Linked DNA regions of Drosophila melanogaster: region 1 is linked to region 2. Evidence: chromatin contacts called from public Hi-C data. All regions are on one chromosome and are shown on one strand. The core of a region is the stretch at or near the end of the contact, and the rest is flanking DNA. Distances in the headings are between cores, read along the strand shown. Region 1 holds the start of Tet (Ten-Eleven Translocation (TET) family protein). Region 2 holds the start of Svil (Supervillin).

Evidence for each region. Hi-C and Micro-C count contacts between places; a contact is called where the count stands out from the background.
Region 1: a contact with region 2 is called in a Hi-C map of the Kc167 cell line, with 3 times the contacts expected there. The contact joins the promoter of Tet here to the promoter of Svil in region 2. A contact is called at or near these places in 14 of 107 Hi-C or Micro-C datasets (the Kc167 cell line, the S2 cell line, cellular blastoderm embryo and 5 more).

Annotation. Positions count from the first base shown.
Region 1 is chr3L:2,875,822-2,882,742 of dm6, reverse strand. Tet (Ten-Eleven Translocation (TET) family protein) reads left to right here and starts at 3,585. Exons shown (of 11, transcript NM_001274414.2): 1 at 3,585-4,210.
Region 2 is chr3L:2,382,185-2,389,559 of dm6, reverse strand. Svil (Supervillin) reads right to left here and starts at 1,568. Exons shown (of 19, transcript NM_001299990.1): 1 at 779-1,568. The coding sequence starts at 793. It overlaps Mzt1 (Mitotic spindle organizing protein 1), which reads right to left and starts at 295. Exons shown (of 1, transcript NM_001202099.2): 1 at 1-295. The coding sequence starts at 224.

The sequences.
Region 1 (6,921 bases), core at 2,336-4,835, 490 kb before region 2:
CATAACCAGTGCAAATTATATTGATAAGTCAGGGTTCGAGTGTGTGCATGTTCGAAAATCTCAATTAAACTAAGGTGCAACAGCCTCGTCCTGTTCTACTTATCTTTCGTACCTGTTGTGGAAAACTCTGCTCTCCAACCTACACACAGTGGGTATTTTCAACTGGCAGCGATTCAAACTGGCACAGTGGGACGGAACCCACCCACAGAGCTGCATTGAGTATTGAGGCCCATTCCACACCCCGTGACTCTGCCGAGGGTTAATTTGTCTTCTATAAGGATATGTATGTGAGCGAGAGAAAAAGAGTCCTGCCTGCTTGTATTGTGCGGAGTTTTAGCAATGATTAGCATCACGAAATGGAAAACTATTGTTCCAATACGCAGTCGAAAACCAGGTAAAAAGGTATTGACAAATCAGGTAAGGATAAGTCCGCAAAACAAAACATATCCAACTCACATGCTATGTAAAGGTGAAACTGTTGCAATTAGGGTTTAAGGGGAAAATTATAAAAATAAGTTTGCAATACAGCAAATTCGAATGTTTTGTTAAATTAATCCATTTCATCATCATTGAAATTAATATAAAATTCATGTTCCATAAACAAATATCTAAGCACATCGAACTATTATTTTCTATAAAATGAGCCAGCTCCAAATTTGATTTTGCCAGTGAAACTTTTTGGGTTGCAGGCTCCTCTAAGGACGGTCAATATCCATATTGCCCCCTACCCACCCCTCTCCTTTTAAAATCCCTTGAAAACCCAACAACTACAACAAGAACAACAGCAACAGCAGTGAGCAGCTGAAGTTTCTGGCAGTCGAACAACACCAGTAGAGGCGGTCAGAAAGAGAGGGCATCACTGGCGGCTGCTTGGCAACCGAATCGCGAGTGAAAGAGATGTCCTGCTGATGACGAGCAGTGCAGAATGCGGCATCAAAAGCAACAACAGCAACAACAAGTCAGAAGCAGCAACAATGCAGCGGCAGCGCTGCCAGCTTAGGCGTTGTTGCTGTTGTTGTGCGTTGTGTATAAAAATTTAACATCTGCTCCTTTCATGATTTCAGTTTCGGAAAACTCAAAACTCGTACAACAACGAGGGCTGTAATGGCACAAATAAAAATATATATGTATGCATCTGTGCGGAGTGTCTATCCCTCTCTTTCGCTCCGGGTATGCCCCTCTCTTTCTAGCGGCTTGTTGTTGCTGTTAATGCATTTGGCTTGCTTTACTCGTATTACGTGTGCATTTGCCACTCCGAACTAAAAAAAAAAAAAAAAACGAAGAAAACATTGAGATACTCGGATGCTGAGATACCGAGATACTCTGGAAATGCTCCTTTGGAGCTGTAAGTTGATAAAAAACCGGCGGCCAACTGGCGGATTTTAAACGGAATGAAATAAATTAAAACGTGGCGAGGAAATGCAGCCACAGGATGCTGTAGTCCTGCTGGGTGTGCCATGCATCTTATGGTGCATTCAACTTCAGCCAGTGATTTTCACTCTTCTTCAGCGTTTGCCCTTGGAGAAGTTAGTCTGAATACACGCTGGGTACATGGAATCGATCTAGGAGATGGCTGCACTTGAAGTTGTAGTTAAAAAATAAGCTAAATTTTATTTTAATATTCTTATAATCAACCTTATTGGCTAACATATCTCAACGTGCATTCGTTCCTACACATTTGCAAGCATTTTATATGATTAAAAGGTATACATACTTGAAATTGGCTAATAAATCTTACCCCTGTTTTCAGTGTATTACATTTATCATTTTTTTTTTTTTTTTTTTTTAATATTTTATTTTTCTATTCATGTTCTGTGCGCACATTTCATTCATTTTTCAAATACTTCTGCAGCACCAACTGTCAGATACATTTCTGGTTTCCTTTGCCGCACGTCTTTTTATTGTGGCTGCTTGCAGTGTGAATGTCCTTTGCTGTCCTCACAAAGGACACGCAAAAGCCAAATAAGAGCGAAAAAAGTAGAAAAAAACGCAAAGAGCGGAATGCAGAAGAACGAAGAGAGACTTGCAGCAGCTTCGAGTGCAGAAAACCCAACTATGAAGAACTTGTCTGCGGATCGTGAACTTAAGAACTATCTAAGAGGAGAAAAGGCCGGCTGCATTTTGTTGTTTGTGCAGATGTTTCTTCGAGGTTCCTCGAGGGATTTTATGGGTATGCGTTGCGTATGGGACAGGTCAGTGTTCGGAGGATTCGGATTCAGATTGAGATTCGGTTCCGGAGGATTCGAAGTCGGTTAAGGGTTGTGCCCCTAGGTTGAATGATTTTCCATTACGCAATGCAAATAGACAGCAGCGTTCCGCGTACTCGCTTTGTTTTGTTATTTTCTCTGTCAGCGCCAGGCAACAATGCAACTGTCAAGGTTTCCATTTTCCGCCGTGGATTGCTCTCTATGAAATGGCGAAAAAATGGCAGCTCCACTAATAGTTGGCATGAAACGAGGTTGCAACAGGACCGCCACGAGAAAAAAGTGAAATGAAATCAACCGCCCCCGCTCTTTGCGCAAAAGTAAAAAAGGGGCAAAACATGGCAGGCAAATTGTACCAAAATCCCGCAACGGCAGCCAGTGCAATGCCAGGATATATGGCACATGCCCACAAGGTCCTGCCTCCGTGTCCTGCGTCCAGCGCAGCAGTGGCAGCAACAGCACCGCAGCAACGTCCACGGCACCGCAGCAACAGCAGCGGGAAAGTAAAACTTATTCGGCTGGTCGAACTGCGAATGCCCTGAATTTCGAAACACATTTTGCGAGCTTATCTATTCTGATAAAATTGTAAATAAATCAATAAACTATACGCCAATTACCATATAATGCATGCTTGAATTCAATGTGCTTAATTGCTAAGTAAGCTAAGTAAGCTCCTTGGTTAGGGTATCAAAACAAAGGCAGCAGAAAATATCTCGTAGCGCACATAGATTGCAAGTTCGCATTGTGAGCGCGAAACTAGGGAAAAAAATTTTTAATTGGAACAACAACTGTACAGCGGCGCAGCAGCAGCAACAACAACAAAAGCGCACTTCAAACGCCGCATGTTCGTATCCGTGTCTTGTTGCAGCTGTGTGTGTGTGTGTGTGTGCTTGTGTGTTAATGAAAGAGAGAGGATGCAGCCGTAAATGTAACTGTGTGCGTGCGGCTGTGTGTTTGTGTGTGTGTGCCAGGACTCTCGAGCCAAAAGTTGCAGGCGCAACAGCAACAAGCAGCAGTTCGAAGTTAAATATTTAAGAATTTACAAAACTTTTTAGGGAACATAAAAATAAATACAAATTTCAAAACGAAAGAATCTTGCTCTTCATCTTTTAATGATGGTCAAACTGAAAAATAATATATTTTACGAATGACTAATAAGCACAAAAATAAATTAAAAATCATTTCTTAAAAATGCTTAAGTATTGAATGAATTATACAATATAAAACCGCTAGTTAAGAGAATTCGGTCGTCATGCTTGTTGTATTCTTAAGTTCGAGTGGAGCCCGCATTGGTTCGATGCGAACATGAACCTGTTCGCTTCGAGCACGAACTTGTTCGATACATTTTATGTTTGCTCCTTCATTTTCATTTTCATTTTCAGTTCAGTTAGTTCAGTTGTTGTGTATCCTTCGGGTGAAAAGTTTCCTACAAAACACGGACTTTTGCACCGCCGCCGCCGTTCGAGCGCTAGAAACGAGTGCGAGTGCGTGTGAGACTTACTAGCTAACTAACTGATTCTGATTCTGATTTTCGGGAATATACTATCCCTTCGGTGTGGGTGTGATCGAGTTCAAGGACTCGCGACTAACTTGTTCCAGTTTCGAAAACAGGCAGCCCCAAATAATGTGACCAATGTGACCAGTGAATTAGAATATCCAAGAGCAAAACAAAATCAAGAACTCCCGCAGATGCCGCACTTGCAGCTCCAAGTTCTTCAGCTTTTCATCCAAGTCCCGGTTTAATTTGCAGCTCCAGTTTCGCGCTCGGTTCTCTGGGTTTCCCTGCAATTTCCGCGATTTCCTTCTTTTGTTCCCTTCGTTCCGTTTTCGCGTCGCGGTTTGTTATTGTCAACTTTCGTTTTCGTGCGGTTTTTCGCGGCTTTTCTAACGGTCCAACGACGGTCGGCAAATGGATAGTGAAACTGGCTTGGATTTCCAATAGCTTCTAAGTACTCAACATTTTCCGAGGAAAAAAACTCGTGAAAGGACATGGATTAACAACTAAGGTTTGTAGTAGGGATTTAACAATATACATATATTTAAGTATATATAAATCGGGATGCTTTATGTATACCTTTTATCTATATATAACTATTCTGCGTATATAATCATTTTATTTGTGGTACCAAAGAAAATTAAATAAATGGTTTTTTTTTTTCATTAATTAAGCATAGCCATCAAACAAAAAGACAAATAGCCGCATACAGAACATAACTAACTCTTTGAAAACGAATCGTAAGGAACGTTTCCAAGAAACCAAACAGAATGGCCATATCCCTTTCATAAAACCGACTCCAATTAATAAAGCCAATTGAGCAAATGTATAAAAATGTTGAGCTCCAATCAAATATAAAACTCTACGCTTTTGTTCCTAATCCCTCAATTAAACTCACCTCTCGACCGAAAGCCAAAGAAAAACAAATTTCCAATTGAAATTTGCATTTGGGGCACAGGAAATACTTTCCAAGCGTAAACATGTAAACAAAGAGATAACAATTGTTATTGGTCATCCGAGGATCAAATTACAATAAGTGCAAGCTCAAAGAAGACCCAAAAAACAAAATCACAATCACCTAAGCAGGCAATTTCAGCGAGCTTTATTTGTGCAAGACAAATAAACAAAATAAAATAATAATATTACAGTAAAGGCAGAGGCTTCTCTTTTTGGACCGCAAACACTTATGGCAATGAGTAATGACTTTTAAAAGAAGAACTGTTTCTGATAGATACATTTTGCGTTTGTCTTAGCGCCAACTTAAATTAAAAAGCAGCGGGCTCTGAACTTCTTCTGGTTGTGAAGAGTTGAGCCGAGGCCCTGAAAACGTGCCAGAAAGCGACACACAGAGATACAAAGATACAGATACTCGTAACTAACAGTAACGTGCGTACATCTTCAAGATACTTTTTGGCGCGCTCAGAACAGAAGCGCCGAAAACAGAAAATAAAACAAGGAGAGTACATGGGAACGAGAAGCACAACAGAAAGCGAAAAGCTAAGAACACAGAAGGAGATACTTGTGCTCCTACAAGATACAGCTACAGATACAGATACATGGCAATAAAGAGAATTTAAAGAAAGATAAATAATAAAACCAAACAAATTGAGGCGCAGGCCGCGAAAGAAGTTCAAGTTCAGCGAATGTATCTCCGTGCCAGTATCTGTATCTGTTGGATGCAATTTGTCGGCCGCCTGCAAGTTTATTACCGTCTTACCCCCAATGAATCTATATATAGCTGCCATATTTTGTTTACAATTTTCCGCCGCCCACGATTCATTCATAAAACACATCAGCCCAAAATAAAAGTTGGCAAAAGGACACGCAGGCAAATTAAGGCTTTGACCTAGAGAAAAATAAACAACACCCAGGATATAACCCCTGCCCCCGTCCTCCCCCCCTCCACACACTCGTTAACAGTAACGTGCGTGACTTTGAAAGCAGGCAAGGCAAATGACAAACTCGTAAATCTCAACACACTCACGGGAAGTGGGTGGTGCGTTTTTTTTTTTGGGATGTGGGTGAAAATGCGAGGCATAAGTGCCCCTACTCCCATTCATATACGCTTAATACTCAGCCGCGTATGCCTGTCCATGGACTCCTTGCATGGCTTCATTGGGCCCCACAGCACGTTTCATTTCATCCACACCTGCACCGCCGCACCACTCCGCGCACAACCCATCCCCACACCCAAACACCCAAACACCAATACCGCCAAGCTTCGGCACAACTCAATTTGCACGTGACACAACGAGGAACGAGATGTGGAGCAGGCACTGCCAGGCGAATTAACTCGCGTCAGGAATTTAAAGAAAATATCTTTCAGATACTATATATATTTTTAAGCATTCAAGTTCTAAGCTAGAACGAAAAAATGTTATATGAGAGCTTGAAATTAAGTTTTCGTATTAATATTCGCCATCATTTATAATATTGTAATAACTTGCCTTTAAGAAATTCAAACAGAGAACCGACAGAGAATAGTCGCTTAACTAAAAACAATTTTATTGCATTTGATGGCTTGATAAACAGCTTTCACTAAATTGCCTGCGTTCCATAGTATTTGTCTTGACTTTCAAGCTACCTTCCGCACAATATAAACTCGATTAAGTACATCCACCACCTTCGCAAGGAATGCAATTTCAGCCGTCTAGTTCGTATCATTAACATAAAATGAAATAATTTCCCCACCCATTTGCCAGTTTGTGGGGCTTCTTGAAATGCTACCCGGCCGAAATGATGCACCCCACCGAAAGTGGAATGGAATTTTATTCATTAACTTGCTGCGCTGCACATTTGGCAATTGTATAACATGCATAAATATGCAAACTTATTATGGCCCGAAAAATAGTTTCGCAATAGCGCAGTGCTGGGGAAAAATGTTAATAAATATTTAGCCCAACTGCTTTTGAACAATCCTCATATGAGCAAAAGTTGTAAACAAGCGCACAATGTTCGGATAACATATTAAAATATTACATTGAAGAGGATGAGCTGGGAAACTGGTTATGGGGACGAGGAGGAGGACGTGGGTTTCAGTTGGGAAAGGGGAGCACTTCATTTGCACAAATGGAGCGTCAGCTTGACAGGCAGACTGTTGAGAAGGCGGCGGAGGCGACGGGGGCGTCCTGCAGGATCCTGGGAAATGGGATGTTCGGAACATGCTGCTGCCCAACTGTCGTTGGCTGCACTTGTTATCAAAAGAGGTTGCTGTGGCTAAGA
Region 2 (7,375 bases), core at 319-2,818:
GCCGATTCTCCGGAATCATCACTTTCCTTATCTTCATCATCTTGAATCTCCTCTCTAATGGTTCGAATTACATGTGCTAGTGCTCCACCACAGACACCATTGTCCACCAGTTCGATGCAGATTTTAAGGGCTTCCTTGCTGAGACCAGAGTCCACTACATCCGATAAGGTTTGCAGGATAGTGAAGCGATCGTCGGATTTATGTTGTGTCGGTTGTTCTGACATACTTATTCCACAAATTTTGATATAAACTCGGAATAAATCTCTAAATAATTTAGGGCAATGCTGACAGATAACTCAAAAGCAATCGATTGAATGTATATCATTTACAAATGATTAATGGTTATGTCAAAATATTTGAGTTCCCTTCATAATCTCAGGCCTGCACATTTGTTCTGCTAACCCGAACCCCGATGCCTAACCGTAATCCATTACCAGCTGTAAATCGTAACACCGTTTCAAGTTCAAAGTTCAGTAATGAGGCACCTGCTCCAGTGAACCCCCCCCCATTTGCTCGACATCCGATCTGCCCGCTGCCAAGTGGAAAGATAAATTAGCTACAAATTAAACAAATTATATACGCCAGAGATGCGTGCCTCTCACAGTCATTTCAAACGGAGGGGAGAATTGTAAATGCTGAAAATCTCAGCTGGCGGACAATTAAAAAACGCTTAAATGAAGATCTTTTTCAGTCGGCAAGTGCAGTGCCGCCAGCATGTGATAAGTAAGAGCAAACACTTAATCGTGAGAGGGGGATCCATTGTATCGCTTGGCCTCACCTGTATGAGATACATTTTCCGCTTTTTTTTTCGACGCTCCACGCAACGAATGCTAATTATGCAGCATCTGATGTTGTGATGATGAAGTGGTTACTGTCTTGCTCTACTTGGAATGCAGCCTCACTTTGTATATATGTTTTATGGGTCTGGTGCAATTGCGATCAATTGGAAACCGAAAAGAAGACAATCTCGGGATTTTTTCACTTAATGAAAATCAATTGAAAAACGTTTTCGCTGCGAAAATGTAGAACTTCACTTGGTAGCGAAGCAATTTGCAGCTTTAACTGAGGCGTTCAAACTAAAACAGTTGGCCGTGTCTTATTGTACAGTTTTATATAGTCGGGCTATATAAACGCAATTAGTCAGCAGCACGTAAACACAAACTTAATGCTTGTCTTGTGGTAGTTATTATTCGACCGATCGAAGGGGGTAGTACATAAACTTTTCAGAGGGTGTTTCCCAGCTTAACACACTTTGCTTGCTATGGCAATAGGTTTGCAAATGCCTTTACAAGGTGTTCACACCGCACAAAATCGATCAAACAAATAATTTCAAACACGATTGGCCAGCTCAATGTATGGGAACTTGAGCGGTCTATTGGTATTTCGAGGTTTCTCTTCGCTGTTTGTTTATACTTTATTTATTTACACAAATATGTACAGTTCGTGGATTTAGGTTTAGTGCGTGGTTTAGTGCATATTTTAGTGTATTTATCATTTGAATATTATTTTAAATTATTATTCGTTAACGCGTTTGAATGACCATCGTGTCTGTGAGTTGAGCGCGAACTGAATTGAAATTCCGCTGGGCTGTAGCTGCAAAGCAGCTTGTGGATTGTATCTTATGGATTCCATGCAACCTCATCATGAGGTTCGCTTCGAACATGTTTGGAAATATCTTTGATAACCAACGGATCAAACAGGTTGCGGACGATTGGGAATGTTCGAATATGTTCCCAAGATTCCCCGGGGCTGCACTTGAAATCGCTTCGACATTTCTTGATGTCACAACTTCGGAATTTGGATTATTCTGGGGATGGAGGCGCCCACTAGGAATTTAGTTAATTTGTTGATTATTCCGAGCACCATGGATGGGGCAGAAATTGGGCTTAATGAATGCTAAATGGTTTTAATGGGTGAAAAGACTAAGGGATGAATAGCATGGGGCGAACATACGTGAGTTGGTCATGGGATAGAAGTGGATCATTCGTACTTTTATGATAGTAAATAAAACTAAATATATAGTGTCAGGCACCCTTTGGAAAACCAAGATTGGCTAGCCAAACCTAAAACCTCATAACTATTCATCTCTCCACACCCAGGCGCATATCTCAGCTTGTGGAACGCATTGCAACAGGTTCGCTGGGCATTAAAAATAAAAGCTGCAGAAATCCGTAAGGCGAAACAAAAACGAGACCATAATAATAATTAATACCAATCGGCCGAGAAACCCACCGAACTCCGCCAAAGGAGAGAAGTGCGTAAGTGAAATGAAGAAAAACAGGAAATTTTTCGCAGCAAAAGTTGCGAAATATTTCATAACCTGCCAGCGAGAGATGACAAAACTGCAGATGGATCTGCATGAAGAAATTTCACTCAAATATCATGGCGAAAGGAGTGTGGTGTCTTGGCCAATAATCGTTCACCCTTGAAATCGGCTTGAAAAGCAGCATTCAATTTGCAAAAAAAATGAAAATGAAAAGGAAACTTGCGGCCAATTTCATTGGCCATGCCCGCCCGATTCTCTGGCATCTTGTGGCACAAATGTGTGGCACCGTGATAAATGCACCGAATAAGACGGGAGAAATAAAATCAAAATGAGCTAAGACAAAAAACCTGCAATCAGCAAACGAAAGTGAAACAAAAGCGTCGACGAGCGAGCAAGAGAGACAGGGAAAAGACATTGGGAACGCTCAGCGAAAAACTTGCAATTTCCATTTTAAATACGCAACAACTTTCGGCTAGAGGCAGGCAGCCACAGCCACAAGGAGTCCACCTCGTTGTACTCCCCGCCCCTCATGCAGCTGCTCAAAAAACCATAAAGGAAGGGGCGGGAGGCAATGGAACTTAGGACCAGATCCAGACTTACACTTAGAGAAAGTGGCACGAATAAGTGTAGTAAATTCAAATATCTTAGTTATTAAGAACGAGCTACATAATAATATACATATTTCCAAAGATTTTACTATGTAACACATCGTTTTTTGCGTGTATCCATGAACACAGAAACGACTTGGGCCGCAAACTCCTTGACTCGGCGATTTGTTGTCTGTGGATCGTCTGGCTCTTGATTGGAGCTGCCCTCCAGGAAGCGGACGAGGAGGAGCAGGAGCAGGAGCAGGCGAGGTAGAAGGAGCTTGTGAAGCCGTAGGAGTCTGGGCGGATTGGCGCTCTTTTGTTGGGTATGTCATCAGCATAAATTTCGCCTCGCATTCATCATAATTTTCATGCATTTAATTTGTATCATAAATTGTCTGCTTTAGACTCCTAGAGTCTGACACTGAGATTGCAAAGGGCCATAAATGCTGAGTTATGAAATCTTCAATTAGTTCTGAGGGTCGGCAGAGCTTTGCTTATGCCAAGTTCCCAGCAAGTTCAACGAACGACTGGCATTTTCACTTTCACTTAAAGCAGCAGGGAAATGGGAAATGGGAAATGCAGGTTCAATGGTCACGCACTTGGCAAAACAGCAGCCGCAGCAGCAGCAACATAAGCTAATTGACATCCCTAGCCGGTGTCTGATTACCCAGCAGATTTTGCAAATGAGCCGGACAAACATTGGTACAAACAATCCCATACACTTGAGATACAACGAAATGCATTCGCCAGATACAAAGGTACTGCGATGCAAAGATACAAAGACACAAATTCACTCGACGCACGTTTGAATGCTGTGCAACACGACGATCAATAAACAACAAAAGACTGGCAGACTGTCTGGGCCGAGATGGCCGGGATGGGATCGTTGTTGGTCAGGTTAAAGATCGTTAGGCGCGACAAGGGGTCAGGTAGCAGTGGTGGTGAAGGAGATATGTTCGTATGATGGCCACGATAATCAAGGAGTGGAGTGTATCTCCGTTCAGTTCATTTTCCACTTATTTCGCTAGCCGCCTGACCAAATGAGCCAATAACTTCATTGGTGAGCATAATTATGGGCTGCATTGATTGGAAAATCCATTATGCGCCTCGCTTTTCAGACTGCACATGCTAATGGCTCCCTTTTTACGAGCCACTTCCTCGCAGGAACCGGGGATTACGCAACTCCTCCCCCGGGGGGGAAGTCCTAAGTAAACAAATCAACTCCGTTTTTTATTGACTTACGCAATGATTTCCTTTAACTGCCTATGGCCCAAAAACGATAGCAGTAAAACTTACCTGCGCGGAAAGGAAGAGCACAGACAGATGGCATTAGTCATATGTATACGAGGTGTACATGATATGCGTGGAAATGATTAAGCAATTTCCGTTGACATGCCATTTTCCAAATGGACCAGCCGAGAGTGAGAGTGCGGCGATAGCGAAATATATACGTATCTGCAACTGCAATCGCTCATAAATCAAGTTTGCTCCATCGAGACTTACGTTCATTCGGTTTATGGCGACAGATTTTGTGGCCAACCAAATGCAGTTAATGGTCAGGAATGTGGCGAAATGTGGCGAAAGGGAACTGCCGATATAATAGAGAGTTTCGGTTTCGTGCCGTATTTGACTGGTGTTTAAGCGAAATGATTAGGAAACCCGCTCACTAACAATTTTGCTCTAGATACTTGGGTAATTATACAATAGTAATCAGTAGTATACATAAATTGGATGGTAATACCCTTAAGATAATATACTCGAATATAAGTAGTGTAAGGATCGTTTCCTATATGCCCATTCAATATATATGTTATAATAGTAATACCTTAATTTCCCACGCCAATTATCCCTGATCTAACCATGCAGCTTCCTTGATGCAATTCGCCTTCATTTTCCCACACCTTTCTGATGTCTCAACTGGTAGTTCTCGAGGAAAACAAACCGCAGATCATCTGGCTCTACGCCTATGAGTTCCACCCCCAAACAACTCAAACACCTGCTGACCTGTGGCGCAATCTTTTTCCACCGATTGATGGATGGGACACTGTCAGGTAGTCGCGGGCATCCACCAATTCAGCAGATACTTTCTGCCACATTGGTGTGAAATTTTGTTTCGTCTGAGGCAGCTCAAAGATATGTCTTTGAGGCGTTTTTGGAGCCCATCAGACCCACTCACTCTGCGCCAAGTTCAATGGACGCTGGTTGGCAGACGCAGAAAAGGGTCTCCTTTTATGCTTCTTCAATTTTATGGACAGTTAAACAATTATATTTGGTATTTACAGCCCGCCAGACGACCATTCGAGATACGCCATGAGAAAGATGATGCAATGCGGCAATTGACCAGCCACTGGCGATCAAAAGAAGGAGGAGTAGATGGCTTCAATCCAAGGAGCCGACCGGCAATCCGACAATCTGCCACTTGGCACTTTCGATTTTCGCTTTCGCAGTTAAAAAAGAAAACATTTTGTTGCATTTTTTCCAACTGGTCACGTAACGAGACGCCCAGCCAGCCAACCAACCATCTGACCATTAAGAAATTCTCGAGGATTGGGTGGGTGCTGCAGTGCCGGGGTATTTGGAGCTTAAGCAACTGCACCCGCACCCACCAAATCGAGCTGCCTCGCCCGGGCGGCATAAATCACTGGGGAAAAGCGCAGCCCAGTGTTGCCATCGCAATTCCATGGTGTGTGCATAAATTTAATCGGGCGTTTTATATCAGCACCTCGACGTCGAAACTAGAAGACAATGCGCAATTCGCCTAAATATAGCACAGACTTTGAGTCCGTTCGTCATGCCAGATGCAATCTAAATGAGAACCGACTCCCGCTCCGGATGGACAGCACGTCCAGATCTCAAGTTATGATGGTTTATAGTTGAGGAAAAATACGAGTACTCTACATAGTCTCATGAATTGCAACAAGAAATTTAGAAACGAGTGATTTCTTTAACAAGTAAAACTAAATCGTTGATGAAATCTAGAAATTAAGCTGTGAATTCCACATTCACCTACTACTTAGGAATCTGCCCTACCCAAAGTCATGTCCCTTAAACCTTACGCATGTCTCGTAGAACGTACGCATCGATATGAAGAGACAGCAAAGTACGTTTGAATATCAACGAAACAAAAAAAAAAAAAAAAAAAAAAAACAAGATTTACCTATCCAGCTGCTGGTTTTGATTTTTATTTTAATTTTTTTTATGGGCTCTATTCATGTATTTTTATGAAATCTGGCGTTTTTGTAGGTGCGCACCTATGATGTTGTTATTTCTGGTTTTTGGTTTTTCTTAACGATTTCGGTTCATTTGTAAAATGCTCACGTGCCACGATTTCTTGTTTGCCTAGACAAAGTTGAAATTGTGGAAAAATAAAAAGTATACGTATAAGTGTATAATGGTGAAAAGAATGCCATGGAGAGGCACGTTTCGGGCTGAACGCAGTTCGAGAAATTTGTTTGCCTATTTTATGTTGATTCCTATGACGGACCCTAATCCGCGACATGCATCCTATGGCCCATGGCCAATCCTTGACGTCTGACGGAGGGGAGTGCCGCCTCGCAGTTTTTGCAAATTAATTGCCAACTTATATGCAAATATAATCATAATCACCATTCTTCAATACAAATTACATGGCTGGCGCAGCACATAACGATCGTGTATTCCAGGGCTCTCGGCTACATGCAAATTGAATTTGATCTTTTCTGCATTTCTGTCGAGTAACGAAAAACAAGGCGCGAAACGATTTTCTAACCCACGCAACGATATCGAATAACAGCAAACGTGTTTGCATGTGAACTTGAATGAAATGCCAAACTCGAATTGGGTTACAGACAATTGCCAGCCCGTAATTATACCAAAAGCCCACAGAGCACCAAACAATCTTGTCCCCAGATGCTGACAGCCGGATTGATTGCTCGGCCAGGTTTTTGGGATATGAGGAGCAGCGGGGCGATCAAGCTAATAAGCGGGCAAATTGGGGAGAAACCTCCGAGCATTATGGCATTTTAAACGGAGAAGAACGAACGACAGAATGGCAGCTGAAAAGCAGAAATGTCGATCATTTGCTTTGCTGTATGTTTAGACCACACGAAACTCATTTCTTGGTAGGGTTCTTCTTGTTAATGGTTTACTAAGACAGTAGGAACACCAGTAACCTGAAAATATGGTCAACAAAAATAGAAACTTCTTCATTTAAACCAGTAGAACCAAATCGAGAATCAATCTGTCAAGCTTAGCAAACAGCGATGATCATCTATCATAATCAGGTGAAAACAAACAGAAATCTTAAATGTGCTGCGACCCAAAGCAAAGTCATTAAGTTGTCTGAAGTCTAAAGCATTAACTTCTGATCTAAAATCGGATGAGTGTGAAATCTAGCCCAAATCGCTGTAATAGTGATCCAAAATTAACAAATTCATAATCAAATTTGATATGCCGAATGTTAATTTGTATCAATTTGCGGCTGACCGCAGAATGAAGAAAAAACTACTATTTTTCCAGTTTTTCGCCAGGCACGCCAAAT